2 separate regions of the Triticum aestivum genome follow, and region 2 is linked to region 1. The links are chromatin contacts, called in public Hi-C maps. All regions are on one chromosome and are shown on one strand. Each heading gives the region's core, a stretch centred on a gene start, on an enhancer-like site or on the middle of the called end of the contact. The rest is flanking DNA. Distances are from core to core; before and after follow the strand shown.

The links. Hi-C and Micro-C count contacts between places; a contact is called where the count stands out from the background.
Region 2: a contact with region 1 is called in a Hi-C map of leaf, with 6 times the contacts expected there. The contact joins the promoter of LOC123113343 here to the promoter of LOC123113338 in region 1. A contact is called at or near these places in 3 of 5 Hi-C or Micro-C datasets (leaf and an unstated tissue) and 1 of 1 datasets of contacts at active chromatin or transcription factors (leaf).

The regions. Positions count from the first base shown.
Region 1 is chr5B:575,802,439-575,808,826 of IWGSC CS RefSeq v2.1, reverse strand. LOC123113338 (transcriptional adapter ADA2) reads left to right here and starts at 2,697. Exons shown (of 12, transcript XM_044534549.1): 1 at 2,697-2,986; 2 at 3,082-3,319; 3 at 3,965-4,030; 4 at 4,097-4,222; 5 at 4,301-4,376; 6 at 4,906-4,972; 7 at 5,062-5,120; 8 at 5,220-5,285; 9 at 5,685-5,907; 10 at 6,210-6,388. The coding sequence starts at 2,934.
Region 2 is chr5B:576,145,346-576,152,440 of IWGSC CS RefSeq v2.1, reverse strand. It overlaps LOC123113343 (transmembrane protein 256 homolog), which reads right to left and starts at 1,466. Exons shown (of 5, transcript XM_044534556.1): 1 at 1,307-1,466; 2 at 1,148-1,218; 3 at 946-1,026; 4 at 814-857; 5 at 406-657. The coding sequence starts at 1,358. The coding sequence ends at 558.

The sequences.
Region 1 (6,388 bases), core at 1,448-3,947:
GATAACTATTACTCCCCTGTAAAGAAATATAAGAGCATTTAGATCACTAAAGTAGTGATCTATGATGACATTCGTTACAACTCTTACATTTCGTTGCAGAGGGAGTATTTTTTAAGGAATGTCGTCATAGATTACTTTTCTGATTAACGCAAAACACTTACATCGTTCATGACAGATTCAAAAAGAAGAAGGGGGGTGATATTTTGAAAAAAGAAACAATAATAATCATTTTCACCAGGTCCAGGCAAGCAATGCACAATAACTATAAATGTTTTAAAAGAAAATCTAATAACTACCGTTTGGACACACACATTCGGGACAACAAGGAGGACGCAATTGTTAAGCCGCAACTTGGAGATTCGAATGCTTCCATTCTTAAGCCGGGGGTTTGGGCAAATTGGATTCCGTCCAAGAACAAGTCCTTTTTCTTGGCTCATCATCTAGGACAGGGTTTGAACCGCGGATCGCCTTCAACGTCAAGGTTAGCTAACTGCAGTTTATGTCAATTGTGTAAACGAGAACCGCTGTTGCGCACATGTGTTTCAAATGTAGATATACAATACATATTTGGTGGATTTGCGCACGGGAGGTTGAGACAACTTTCTTCTCCCCGCTGATTGGTGGTTCTTGATGGCCAGCATCAACTGCCAAAAGGCGTCGACATCATAAGAAAAGGGATTTGCTTCTTTCATCATGCTTATTTCATGAGACATTTAGAACGAGTGTAATGCAAGAGTTTTTAGGAATGTCTTCATTATGTAGAATGTCTAGTTTTTTCGCGAGTTATACTAGTGGACGCTAAGCGTTTGAGTTCATTATTGCCGCGAGAGTAAACCATACACTCTATGAGACTGAATGTTTTTGTTTCTTTGTAAAACTCCTTTTGAATTAATATGACGGGGCAATTTTTTTACATCTGTTTAAGAAAACAATATCTAAGAGCTGGACTTGGCAAATCCGCCCCTATACACGTCTGGGCGTGTCCACGGACAGCACTGGACATCCCCTCATATGTGCCGCCGCACATCCACACACCTTAAATTCGGAACTTAAAATCCATACAATCGATGCACGTCGATCACATGATACAAATTGTCCCAATTCAATAGTTCAAAACAAAGCAAAAGAAATCATAGTTCAACAAAGCAAAGCAATCCGGACATGCCAAGATGAAATCAACGTCTGAGCATGACGGATCAGTCACTGGCTGGCCAAATCACTCGACGGGCGCCATCCATGCCGCCTGCTCTGAGGCCATCCTTGTGTACAGCTCTGCCTGCATCTTTGCAGCATGCTCCACTTGCATCTCAGCCACATGCTTCGCTGCTGCCATAGCCGCCACCGCCACCGCCGCCTTGTAGGCCCTACGCTCGTTTGATCTTTTTCTTCTTCTTGATAAGCCACTTCTTGGCATGCTCATATCGAATCTTTTGGATGAGCAACAAAAAACATATCAAGTCTTGTTATGTCATTCCGTCGAACAGGTCGTGGGCAGCCCGGGCGCCGCTGGTGCTTGTGCTTATCTGCGCCCGAACAAGCGGCGGCGAGTGGCAGACGTCCACCTGCTGCATCTGCGTGGGCGGAAAGCTCTCCGGAATGCCCCAACTGACTGTCGGATTATCCTCTGTCCCAACCTGGTCTGACGGCGCAATCCTTGTCGACGGCGGGATGGATAGGGTGTGGGGTTCTGGGCACGGCCCGGGGGGGGGGGGGGGGGGGGGGACAATTGCTCGTCCATGTCCACATCTGCTCCCTGCGCCGCCGCCACTTCCCTTTCTTGCTGCCACCGACGGCAGTTCCTCCGGGCGATGTTCTCTGGCTTGCACGACAAACCCGAGGACCGGATGCCGACGGACAAGGCGGACGCAGACTCTGTCGCGGTGGTCAGGGACAAGCTGGATGGCATTTAGGGCAGCGGATCGGGATTGGCGGTGAGGGTGGAGAACAAGTGTGGCGGACGGCGAGGGCTTGGAGCGCGAAAGGTTGGAGGGAGGCGGAACGAGGGGGACGGTTTGATGGATTTGATGCAAATTATGGTGGAGTAGGGATGTCGGCGGACGCGCCCGGCGCCCCATATCCATCTCATATTTGGGTTGGATATTTTTTTGAACACATTATAAACGCAAACACTCATATACACGCGCACACACGCACACTCTACCCCTATGAGCACCTTCGAAAGACTGAGCCGACATATCATCTTTAAATTTACAAAAAGTCACCGTAGGCACCTCGTCATCACGGGAACGTCTCCTTCCACTAATGCGCATCGCCAAAAATCCTGAAATAAATCCAGGAATAAATGCAAGCAGCTGGACTTGAACCCTGATGGGCTGGGGATACCACAGTCCCTCTAACCATACAATCACAGGTTGGTTCGCTATTTGGACTGGATATGAGGGGTGTCGGTCAGTCCGGACGTTGTCTGTCTAGTTTTTTTTTCTGTGAGCGGTCACTGAAGGCCGTCCGACTAGGAGTTTGAGGCGGGTCGCGTCTGCTGTAACGAATTTCTGCACCGAAAACTCTTCGTGCTAATCAGATCAGCTCTAGCCCGAAGCTTCAGAGCGGCTGCAAGAGATATCCCCCTGATTTGTCCACGGAGGGGCGTCAGCCGTCCGATACCTCAGATGGACGGCCCAGATCTGGCGCCGGCAGTATACTAGTCCGACTCTACTACTGGCTCTGATCTGTAGCTGCGTCGCGGTCGCCCATGGTGGTCGTCTTCCCCCCGACTCCCCGCCCCAGCCAAATCCCGACCCCCGCCGCGCCGCAGATCCCCCGGCGCCCCCGGTCCCCCTAACCCGCGCCCCCGCCCGGATCACCCCCCCACCCAGCTCTGCTCAGCTCGATGCGGCCGGCCGCGGCGTGGTAGCGGATCCCCGCTCGAGCTAGGGTTAGGGTTTCGAGGGGTTTGCGCTAGGGTTTGGTCCGCGATGGGCCGGTCCCGCGGGGTGCCCAATTCCGGCGACGACGACACCAACCACAGGTCCCGCTGGCCCCCCCTCTGCCCGCCGCTTCGCATTTCGCTCTTGCTTGGCTGCGAGCGAGCGAATGGTGTAATGCGTTGTCCGTTCGTTGCAGGTCGAAGCGGAGGAGGGTCGCCTCGACCGGGGATGCGTCGGACTCGCTCTCCGCGGCGTGCGGGGGAGCCGGCGACGGCAAGAAGGCGCTGTACCACTGCAACTACTGCAACAAGGACCTGTCCGGGAAGATCCGGTTCAAGTGCTCCAAGTGCCCCGACTTTGACCTCTGCGTCGAGTGCTTCTCCGTCGGAGCTGAGGTCACTCCGCATCGGAGCAACCACCCCTACAGGGTTATGGTCAGTGTCCAATGCTCACTTAGCTTAATAGTGTGCAAATGCATGCTTAGCTGACTAACTAGTGTCGAGAAGCCGCAGTAACAGATGTTAATGCTAGTGTTATAGAACAGTGGAGTTACCACATCTGAACTCCAGTGAACTTAACAGGCTGTTAGTACCTGTGCTGGTATAGCATGGTTCCTCAAATTTGTCCTAGCATCTCACATGTCACTTCGAATAGTAAGTCTGAACTGATTAAGTCTGAACTGATTGTTACTTGGTCAAAAAGGCGGGAAACCCAAAAGATGAAATGTGACACTCCAAGGTTGAATCAACCCACACAACCACTGTCTTAGTGTATTCCCATCACATTCAGGCTTCATCCTTCTTAACTTGAGTACGCTTACAAGTGTCAGTCATCAGCTGATGTGTGAACTCAGATCATATGTTTGGATCAACATGGTTCTCTACTCAACCATCTTGATTGCAACTGGCTATATGGCGCTTAATACATGCACACCCAGGTCATCTTGAGGAGAGTTCTCATAAAGAAAAGGGAAGAGGAAAAAAGAAACCACTTTCCACCTTAGCACTTCCAAGTATTTTGTATTGTCAGTGCTTGCCTTGTCTGTTGCATCCTTTAACTTAACCGAATTTTTGCAACAGGACAACCTATCTTTTCCACTAATTTGTCCAGATTGGAATGCGGATGAGGAAATCCTTCTTCTAGAGGTATTTTCTGTATCCATCTGTTCTGTTCACTTTCTGGGTGGTGGGTTCTGACTCTAATAATTGTAGGGAATTGAAATGTATGGTCTGGGAAACTGGGCTGAAGTTGCGGAGCATGTTGGTACCAAGAGCAAGGCACAGTGCATTGAGCATTATACTACTGCATATATGAACTCACCTTGTTATCCCCTTCCGGTAATCATTTTGTCTACCTGTTCATTTGTTGAGTTGAAAACAGTTGATACTTAATTCAATGCTACCTCATCATTGTAGGACATGTCTCATGTTAATGGCAAGAATAGGAAGGAACTTCTTGCCATGGCTAAAGTACAGGGTGAGAGTAAAAAAGGTAAGTCATGGTCACATCTTTTAAGGTGACAAAGAAAATCTATTTAGTCTGGAACCAAATATTGTAATTTCTCTTGAATATTTGATCTAATTGGTGACACAAGCTGGGTTTGAATTTTGAAGGCTGACATATGTTACTAAATATCAATTTCTCATAGGAGATGAGAATCTTAGTTGGTTTTTGGTTGCACAGATCTGGTCTTCAAGAATGATATAACAGTATATTCAGTAGCGTTGTTTCTGCCCTTCTGATATCTTAACTATTAATATAAAAAACTTATCCGTATGCACAGAACCACAGACATGAACACAAGAATCTGCAGAAGTGCATGAGCTAATATAATGAAATAACAGAAAGGTTCTGCAGAATATTATTCTGTTGGTAATGGCTCGGAATGTGAGGGTGCTAAAAAGTACATGCTGAGTAGTTCCCTCCATCACATGAAGAAGAATGGCAGTAAAGGATTAAGATATGATATCTCACTTATTTGATTGTCTTGATCTCATGTTTCCTTTCTTTTCTCATGTAGGAATTCCACTGTTATCAGGGGATTTGACACCTAAGGCAGAGTCACCGTTTTCTCCCTCCAGGGTCAAGTATGCTGTTCTTGCTCTAGAATATTTATAACCAGGTATGAACTTTGCAATAGGCTACTTACTGACCATTACCTTCATACCTTGCATAGGATGGAAGATGCACTTGGAGAAGGTCCAGCCAGTCGATCACCTTCGCACATACCTGGTGGTATGTTTTGGAATTTGACAGATCCAATCATAAATATTTTCTCTGTCTATGTCATTAGAATATGATTCAGATTATGCTAATGCGTTGAATCTGCCTCAGGTGCAAATAAGAAAGCTTCAACTGTTGGGCATTTTAAAGATAGTGCTAATCTATCTAAAGTCGAAGGTATGATCATATATAAACCATTGATGGGTGACCAGATGGATGCATTTGGGCTATTTTCTATTTTCAGTTATTCGTTCATTGTCAATCTTTGCCTTCCCATCAGTAATAATGTCCATTTATTGTTCAATTACCACTGACAGGTGCCAGGTTAAATCAAAATAAAACACTCCTTATTATGGTTTCCTAAGATATCACCCTTTGAGACATGCTTCACAATTACAAAGTCATTTTTTTATCCTCAAAGATCTTATATATTTTAGAAATTTATACCATCTGCAAAATATTACCAAAGATAGATCTGGAAGCAGTTGCTTTCTATTTGTGATAATCAACTATATTTCTTCAGATTCCTGCACTATCATATATTGAAATTTGTTCTGTTCAATTTGCGTGTGCCAGATGGTCATATGGATAGAAGTATTGGCGTGAAAAAACCCAGATATTCTGCAGATGAGGGGCCTTCTTTAACTGAATTGAGTGGGTACAATGCAAAGAGACATGAATTTGACCCAGAGTATGATAATGATGCTGAACAAGCCCTTGCAGAGATGGAATTTAAAGAAACTGATTCGGAAACTGATCGTGAACTGAAGCTACGTGTGTTGCGTATTTACTTGTCAAGGTTTGTTAACATCAATGATGAAAAATTATGTTTGTAGTAAATATTATTTTTATTGCAGTAACTTACATTGAGTTTATGCCTCAAATTTTGAGAAGAATCATGGCAGCACCTTATTCGTTGCTCCTACTAAGTAATATTCATCAGATGAAAAGGGCTCCATACTTCCTATTGCTTTAGTTGCTAGTTGATTTGCACAAATAGTTCTGCTTGTATGACTTCATTAATAACCCCAGCAGACCATGTTTAATCTTTAATGACACAAAGAGTATTAGATGTGAGAGAACCTTTTCTATCCTTCGTAGGCTTGATGAAAGAAAAAGGAGAAAAGAGTTCATACTGGAAAGAAATTTACTATATCCTAATCCTTTGGAGAAGGATCTAACAAATGAAGACAAGGAAGTTTACCATCGGTACAAAGTTTTCATGCGTTTCCTTTCAAAGGAGGAACATGAAGCACTTGTTAGGAGTGTTATTGAAGAGC
Region 2 (7,095 bases), core at 217-2,716, 340 kb before region 1:
GTGTGTAAAGGGGTAGAGACCCAAACAGCTAGGATATAATCAAGCGCAATAATCACTATGGTTATCTGACACTTGTAGCGCAAATAGATCAAATCATTGCTACACTAAGTAGTGCCCGTGCCCGTGCCGATCTCTACAATGTTAAATAAATTATAATGATACAAGTTATGGGAGCACGGTGAACCAAACTATAACCTGAAAATGAGGATATTTTGTTGATGGATGGAAGCAGAGAGATTGACAGAAATCAAGCTGACCATGTTTGCAAGGACAACCACGGGAGCCAAGATCCCGTGATTCTCATGGAAAAAGTATTGGCATTAAATCTAAAGAAACAAGAGACGCAGCTTCATTGGCATGAGCAGTTGATCGGACTGTTAAGCAGGATGTACAAATGAGGAAGTGTGAAACATCAAGGGAACTGTTTTATTCTAATTATTTTGTAAAGGTATGAGAAAGTTGTGTGCCACAGCAGTACAATCATGACCTAATAGAGCGACTGATACAAAGCCTTGTGTAAAGTAGACATAGTTTTCACCCGATAAAACACAATACAATCAGAAGAGCAGGCTGGCCCAAGCAGCAATGAATGCAAAGCCACCGATCGGTGCTGGTGAAGAGAACTTCCTGTCTTCAAGGTAAGCCACAGTGTAGCACCTAGAAATGAAATGAGCAACAATCATTGTGCAATCCCATCATCATTCCAAACAATGAAACAACGCAAACAAAATCCAAGAGCAGCGGTCCTCATTTTCTTTGCATCCCACGAAAATTCACAGTGCAATCTAAAGACAAACACATATACACACTTACGTTCCAGAGAAGAGCACAATCCCAGTTGTCAGAAGGCCTCCGAACTGCACACACAGCAAAGGACCGCATGAATTAGCGCACAGCTAGATAAAAGAAAAAAAGCGAAAGCGCGATGCGGGCGTTGGTACTGACGATGTTGGGGCGCTTGGTCATGGGAGCCCCGAGCAGCGCCGCGGTGTGGACGAGATGGTACAGGGACGCGGTCTGCCAAATCTGTCAGAAAAAAACTCCCCACAACTGTAAGACGCAGATTGATTCATGATTTGGAGGAACGGGCCGGAAGTGGGACGAGGGAGCGGCTGGGGATCGATGAACGGAGAGTGGCCGGGTGTACCTCTTTGTATCTAGGGTTCTGCGGGCGGAACATGTGCGCTCCATAGGTGCCCAGTCCAAGCGCAGCGACCCCTGCTCGACCAATTCACCCAGCCGTCAGAGTGCGGAAGCAACCGGAGGAGGAGGGGAGGGGGGGGGGGGGGGGGGGGTTGAGGGTTACCGGAGACGGCGGCCACCTTGTGCCATAGCATAGGGTCCGTGGGCATCACCATCTTCTTCGGGTCGTCGTCGCCGTTCGCTCGGTTGCTTCTGCTTGTGCTTTCCTTCCTTCCTTCTCCGCTGGTGGTTGGCGTTTTTTTAAGGAGTTGGCGTTTTGCTGCCAGCAGTCAACTATTTTCTGTGGCCAAATCGGTCAAAACAGTTGTGGAACGTTGAATACTTGGATCAATGGCCAGCACGGCGCATTGCTTAGGTTTGCAGCTTAAGAGCATCTACATCCAAGCGCCCCTTACTTTTGAAGGACTCTCCGGTCACTGACAGATCAAAAAATGTGATGCGGTCGGAGGCCTCATATCCAAAAAAAATTATATGAGACCAGGTCTCATATAAAGCAGGTGAGACCCGTCTTGATGGATGACACGTGGCATTCACAAATCAAAAAGCATCTAATCTTTTCCCCCTGATTTCAGATGGGGGTGGGGTAAATGCTTTGTGATTTATGAATGCCACATGTCATTCATCAGGATGGGTCTCACCTGCTAATCCATGAGACCTGGTCTCATAGAATTTTTTTCCCCTCATACCGGCCCGAAACAGCCGATCTGACCGACACCCCATATATCTAGCCCAAATCCGGGGCAAATAGGTTGATGCCCGGGCGGGCCCGAGCACGTCTGTCACGTCGGATTCGTCCCATGTTGGCCCACCCTGACCCCACACATATTTGTCTTCATCGACTCCCCAGACCAAACTCTAGCCATTCCACCCCGCCCATAAGCTTCCTTCCAGTGATCTCCACCTTCTCCGATATGGCGGGCAGTGGATCTGAGTCCTCCGTCACCCGATCTACTGATTGTGAGCTCATCACATGCAGGCCCGAGGAGGAGATAGTCGTCTGCATTGCGCTCGGTCGTGCCCGCAGGGAGAACGACCAGCGCTTGGATCCGACGTGAGGTGCGTCGCCACGACCTCACTGGAGGCAGTGCGGTTCGTATGGCATCTGAACGGCGTGGCGGAGACGTATCCCCTTCGTCGGCGCACCAATTAGGGGGGGCCTTCCCGTGGCCCGTCCGCGGAGGCTAATATGGCGTGATGACCCGTCGTGCGAGGCAAAGGGCGTGGGAGGCCGCGAAAGCCCTCGCGGCAAACACGGCGGGGCAGAGTCGCACTCGCCAGTGCCGCTATAGGTGAACGACAACCCCTGGCGCCGCAATCGTGTCATGATGGACATGTCGGGCTCCGACCACAACGGATCCATCATCGACCTCACATCGACCGTCGACGTGTAGGCCATGGACTCTGACGAGGAAGAGTATGGCATGGGATACGACAGCGCCTCGAGTCTCATGAGCCGGTGTGTATCTCATGTCCTACTCTACCTCGCTGGCGACCGCACCTCCACTCCGAGGGGCTCATCCGGGTCACCTACTCGGAGAGAGGCGATGTCATGACATGGCCGACAACCTCGTTGGGTTCCTCTTCTCAGCGTTGTGTGTGATCTTGTTTGTGCCAGGTCGGCCGGGGTGCCCATTCTTATGGTCGTGTTGTAACGGTTGTGCAACTCTATTCTACCATTTTTAATGAATATGGCCCTAAAAGACCGCGTTTCAAAAAACTTGAAAAAATTCGCTATGTCATTTGGCCGAACCCTTTGCAGATGTGGTGTTCATCATGGGCATCAGTGCGCAAGGGCGGAAGGTACCTGGACGACGGTTGGACCAGGGGTGGAAGGGAGGCGTAGGCAAAGCGGGGCTAGTGCCCGGATGGAGTGACTGACGGTGTCCTGGACTAGGGGGTACTCACCACGTCATCTCCCGATCAGTTAGATTGGGCCGAGGACCCCCATGGACGTATACTCATGGGCCAGTTCGGACAGTTGCCGCATACAAGGAAGATTCCACAAGACTTGGTGATCAAGACAAGGACTCCTCCCCACCGGCGTATTCGGCTAGGACTCTTGTTATCCTAGGCCTCTGATACATTATATAAACCGAGGCCAGGCTAGTCGATAGCTGATTATGACATTACTCATCATACCTCCAGGGTTTAGACCACAACATATGATATCGAGGTAGATCAACTCTTGTAACCCCTATACTCATTATAGTCAATCAAGCAGCATGTAGGGTATTATCTCATCAAGAGAGCCCGAAGCTGGGTAAAATCCCGTGTTCATGTTACCATTGATCCTAAGACGCACAACTTGGGACCCCCTACCCAAGATCCACCGGTTTTGACACCGACATTGGTGCTTTCATTGAGAGTTCCACTGTGTGATCGGCGAAAGGATCAATGGCTCGACTGCAGGTCAACTGCGACGTCGGTTTCTTCGTCACCAGCTCGACTGGTCACCTTGGCTTGACCGAGGACTGCGCCCTACCTCCGATTGTCATGTTTGGATGAGGGCCTTCATCAACATCAACTCCGATCTCTATCAAGATCATGGAGGAGTTATCCATGGAGCTCGGGGGCTCAACGTCAACATTGCCCTCGGGTGACCGTGCTGTTTTTCTAACAGCAAACTCATATCCGCCGCCACCGCCTCCTCGAGTGTCGCCTAAACGATTGCTTCCGTGGAATTATGTGGAATTAAGTCTACAACAACCCTGCAAAAGTTTCGTCGAGTTCCGATGGAGTAATCTCCGGCAACCTCCGATATACCGGAGCCCTGTTGAATCTGGACGAGAATCCGGACGAGTTTGAAGCGAGGTGTCCAGCATCTAGCTCGGACGTCCTTTGGAAGATCCAACCGTTGATCGGCTGCGGAATTCTCATATCTACCACCTGCCAAAAATTCAGCTCGATCCGACCGTCTAAACTCCAGGAACCTTCCGATTAGTGCATCACTTTTTGGATCTGTTTTCTGCGCGAGAACGAATCCGACCCGAGTTCATCTCCTTTACGAACGGGATTTCGGACATCCTTTTTGAAGGACGTTTCCGTATGGGGTATTGTGTTTTATTCTCAAACACATCCCATTAATATTAAAAGTATTTTTACAATATGATCTTCATCATCGCGCCGGTGTCAAACCGGCCCGACAACATCACTCCACGGCTGTCGACCTGCGCTAGACACGTTGTTGCTTTGTTGAGCCGAGCTTAACTTCTTCGGATCATCATCTCGGCCAGCCGAACAATACTTCGGCATTACGAAGGATAAATCGTCACCAACACCGCCGCCCCACGGATTACACGAAGCGGGCACACCGGCATCGCCGCACGGTCACTTCATCAAGCCAGCATTAACCACATCACACGCTATGACCTACATCGGCATGCCCGAACCATTGCTTCATCGAGCCGATGTCCACCACGCTGAACTACTTCAACACCTCGGCTGACACATCTCCTCACCGACCTGCTCTGTCTCCTCGCCTGGACTGGGGGCTTCGTCATCCCGTCATCAACTTATTTCGGAGACTTCAGCGTCACCGGCCGACCAGCTTCATCACATTAGCTGGACCACGGGCTTTTGCCTCGGCGAGCCAACCTTTGCCAACTTCACCATGCCGTCGCTTTATCGCCCATCAGGCAATGGATGTGCAGATCGATTCCCAATTTTGGGAGTCGCTTTTCTTCGGAATGCTACAACAAACAAACCAGGTGCTATTAATCCTAACAATTTTTGTTTGTTGGGTTTATTTTTCTTAAGGAATTATTACTCTGGTTTGTTCCATCATCTGTACATAGGTCTATTAAATGGCGGCCACATTAAAAATGGTCGCGTGGAGATTCGGTCAGTTTCCGTACATAGTTCAGCAAACACCGTATCCGGAGCCCGGACCGCCCTGCAAATTCAGGCTTTTGTCACGCCTTCACTGCGTCGCGCTGACGCCCTGCATCGACATTGTCTCCAACGCCAGGCCACATCTCTTTAAATAAATTATTTTTTGCGTAAAGCAATTAAGCAAGGATTATATATACATATATTATTATTTACTGGACCGCATTGTTTTACGTGTGCAGGTAATTAATTTTGAATGCGTTACGCGGTCACTACTCCAGAGTGCCGAACTCCTCACTCGGACACCTCGGGCCTGGGGCTAGGACCTCGGCCACGCCGAGGACTGCGAACCTTGTCGGATCTGTCGCAGGTCAATGGGCGTCTTCGTCCGGCCACAAGCCCGAATCACATCATCAACACCGAGCACACTAACCAGCTAAGTTGCTTTCATGCTCAAAAACTTTCAGTTTTAAATTTTGTTCGGTTCAAACAAGCATTATACTTTTTGGCACAAAGTTGTTTGTGACAAAATTCCTTGTCAAAACTTTGTTTGTGACGCACATATTCAAATACCCCGTTTATTTGGGGGCTCCCTTGATGGAGCTTTTCCTCTTGCATATGATTATACTTGTATGGCTTCGTTCCTTGTTCGTGGATTACGCCACAATATGCACCATGTTGACTTAAGCGACTTGCAAGCTGGGTTGCCTGGCTCCTGTGCTTACCCCTACGCTCCCGATTGTTCGGCTAGGGAGTAAAGGGAGCACCTCTACGATTGTCACGATCGGTTCATCCGAGCCGAACCTCAGACTGGGTGAAGCCGAAAGTTAGCACTCTTACTGTTTTCAACAATGGTTGGCACACAACGGAACTCATGAGTACAAACAATCTATTGCACAAGTCTCATAATAATAATGAGCAACCGAAGAAAGGTATCGGTGGGGGTACTATTTTCTTCGAAGATGCTTCTTACACTTCGTTAGTAATATAGCATAAGTTCCCTGAGCACGCTTTGTCTGTTACAGCCTTATGGCCTGATTGCCTGGTTATCGGGAACACCGTCGATATTCTCGATAGGTGGAGTACATAACACTCTTCGGTCCTTGACCGAAGAGGGAGAAGCCGACGGTCGGTTAAGACGCGTTCAAAGTTCGGGTGAACACAAATATGATATAAGTACTTCGGTACGCACAATCATTATAACATAAAATTCTTTTACCCAAGTCACTCGGGGGCTCTTAAATTTATGTGAGCTGTTTATAATAAGTGTTCTTCTTCCTAGTCGTTGCAAAGTCTTTTTTTCTATCACTCCTTTTTTCGACGAGAGTGTGTGGTCAATAGCCGGGGAGCCTAAGTACTCCACCTTCGGGATAGGAGGTTGAAGTCGTAGGCTGACCCACTTGAAGTCTTGAGATAGGATGTGTCATATGTTAATGTTGGGGAACGTAGTAATTTCAAAAAAATTCCTACGCACACACAAGATCATGGTGATGCATAGCAACGAGAGGGGAGTGTATCTTCATACCCTTGAAGATCGCTAAGCGGAAGCGTTTATCAACGCGGTTGATGTAGTCGTACGTCTTCACGATCCGACCGATCCAAGTACCGAACGCACGGCACCTCCGAGTTCTGCACACGTTCAGCTCGATGACGTCCTCGCCTTCTCGATCCAGCAAGACGGGCGAAGTAGTAGATGAGTTCCGGCAGCACAACGGCATGGTGACGGTGTTGGTGAAGAACAATCTCCGCAGGGCTTCGCCTAAGCACTACGGAAACTATGACGGAGGATAAACTAGAGGGGACGGGGTTGCCGGCACACGGCTTGGTGTTTATTGATCTCTGTTTGGTGCTAGCCCTGCCCCTCTATTTATATGTTGAGCCCTGGGGTCGAAACTTGGAGTAAAAGCCTCCTCAAAATCGGTTTTGCTCGAAAGGCAAGAGTCCTACACGGACTCCAGGGCTAGACGCCAGGGTTCCCGGCGTCTACCCCCTAGACGCCAGGGTTCCTGGCGTCTAGCCTCTGGTCTCTGCAAAACTTCCTTTTGCACTTTCCAAAAGCCTCGT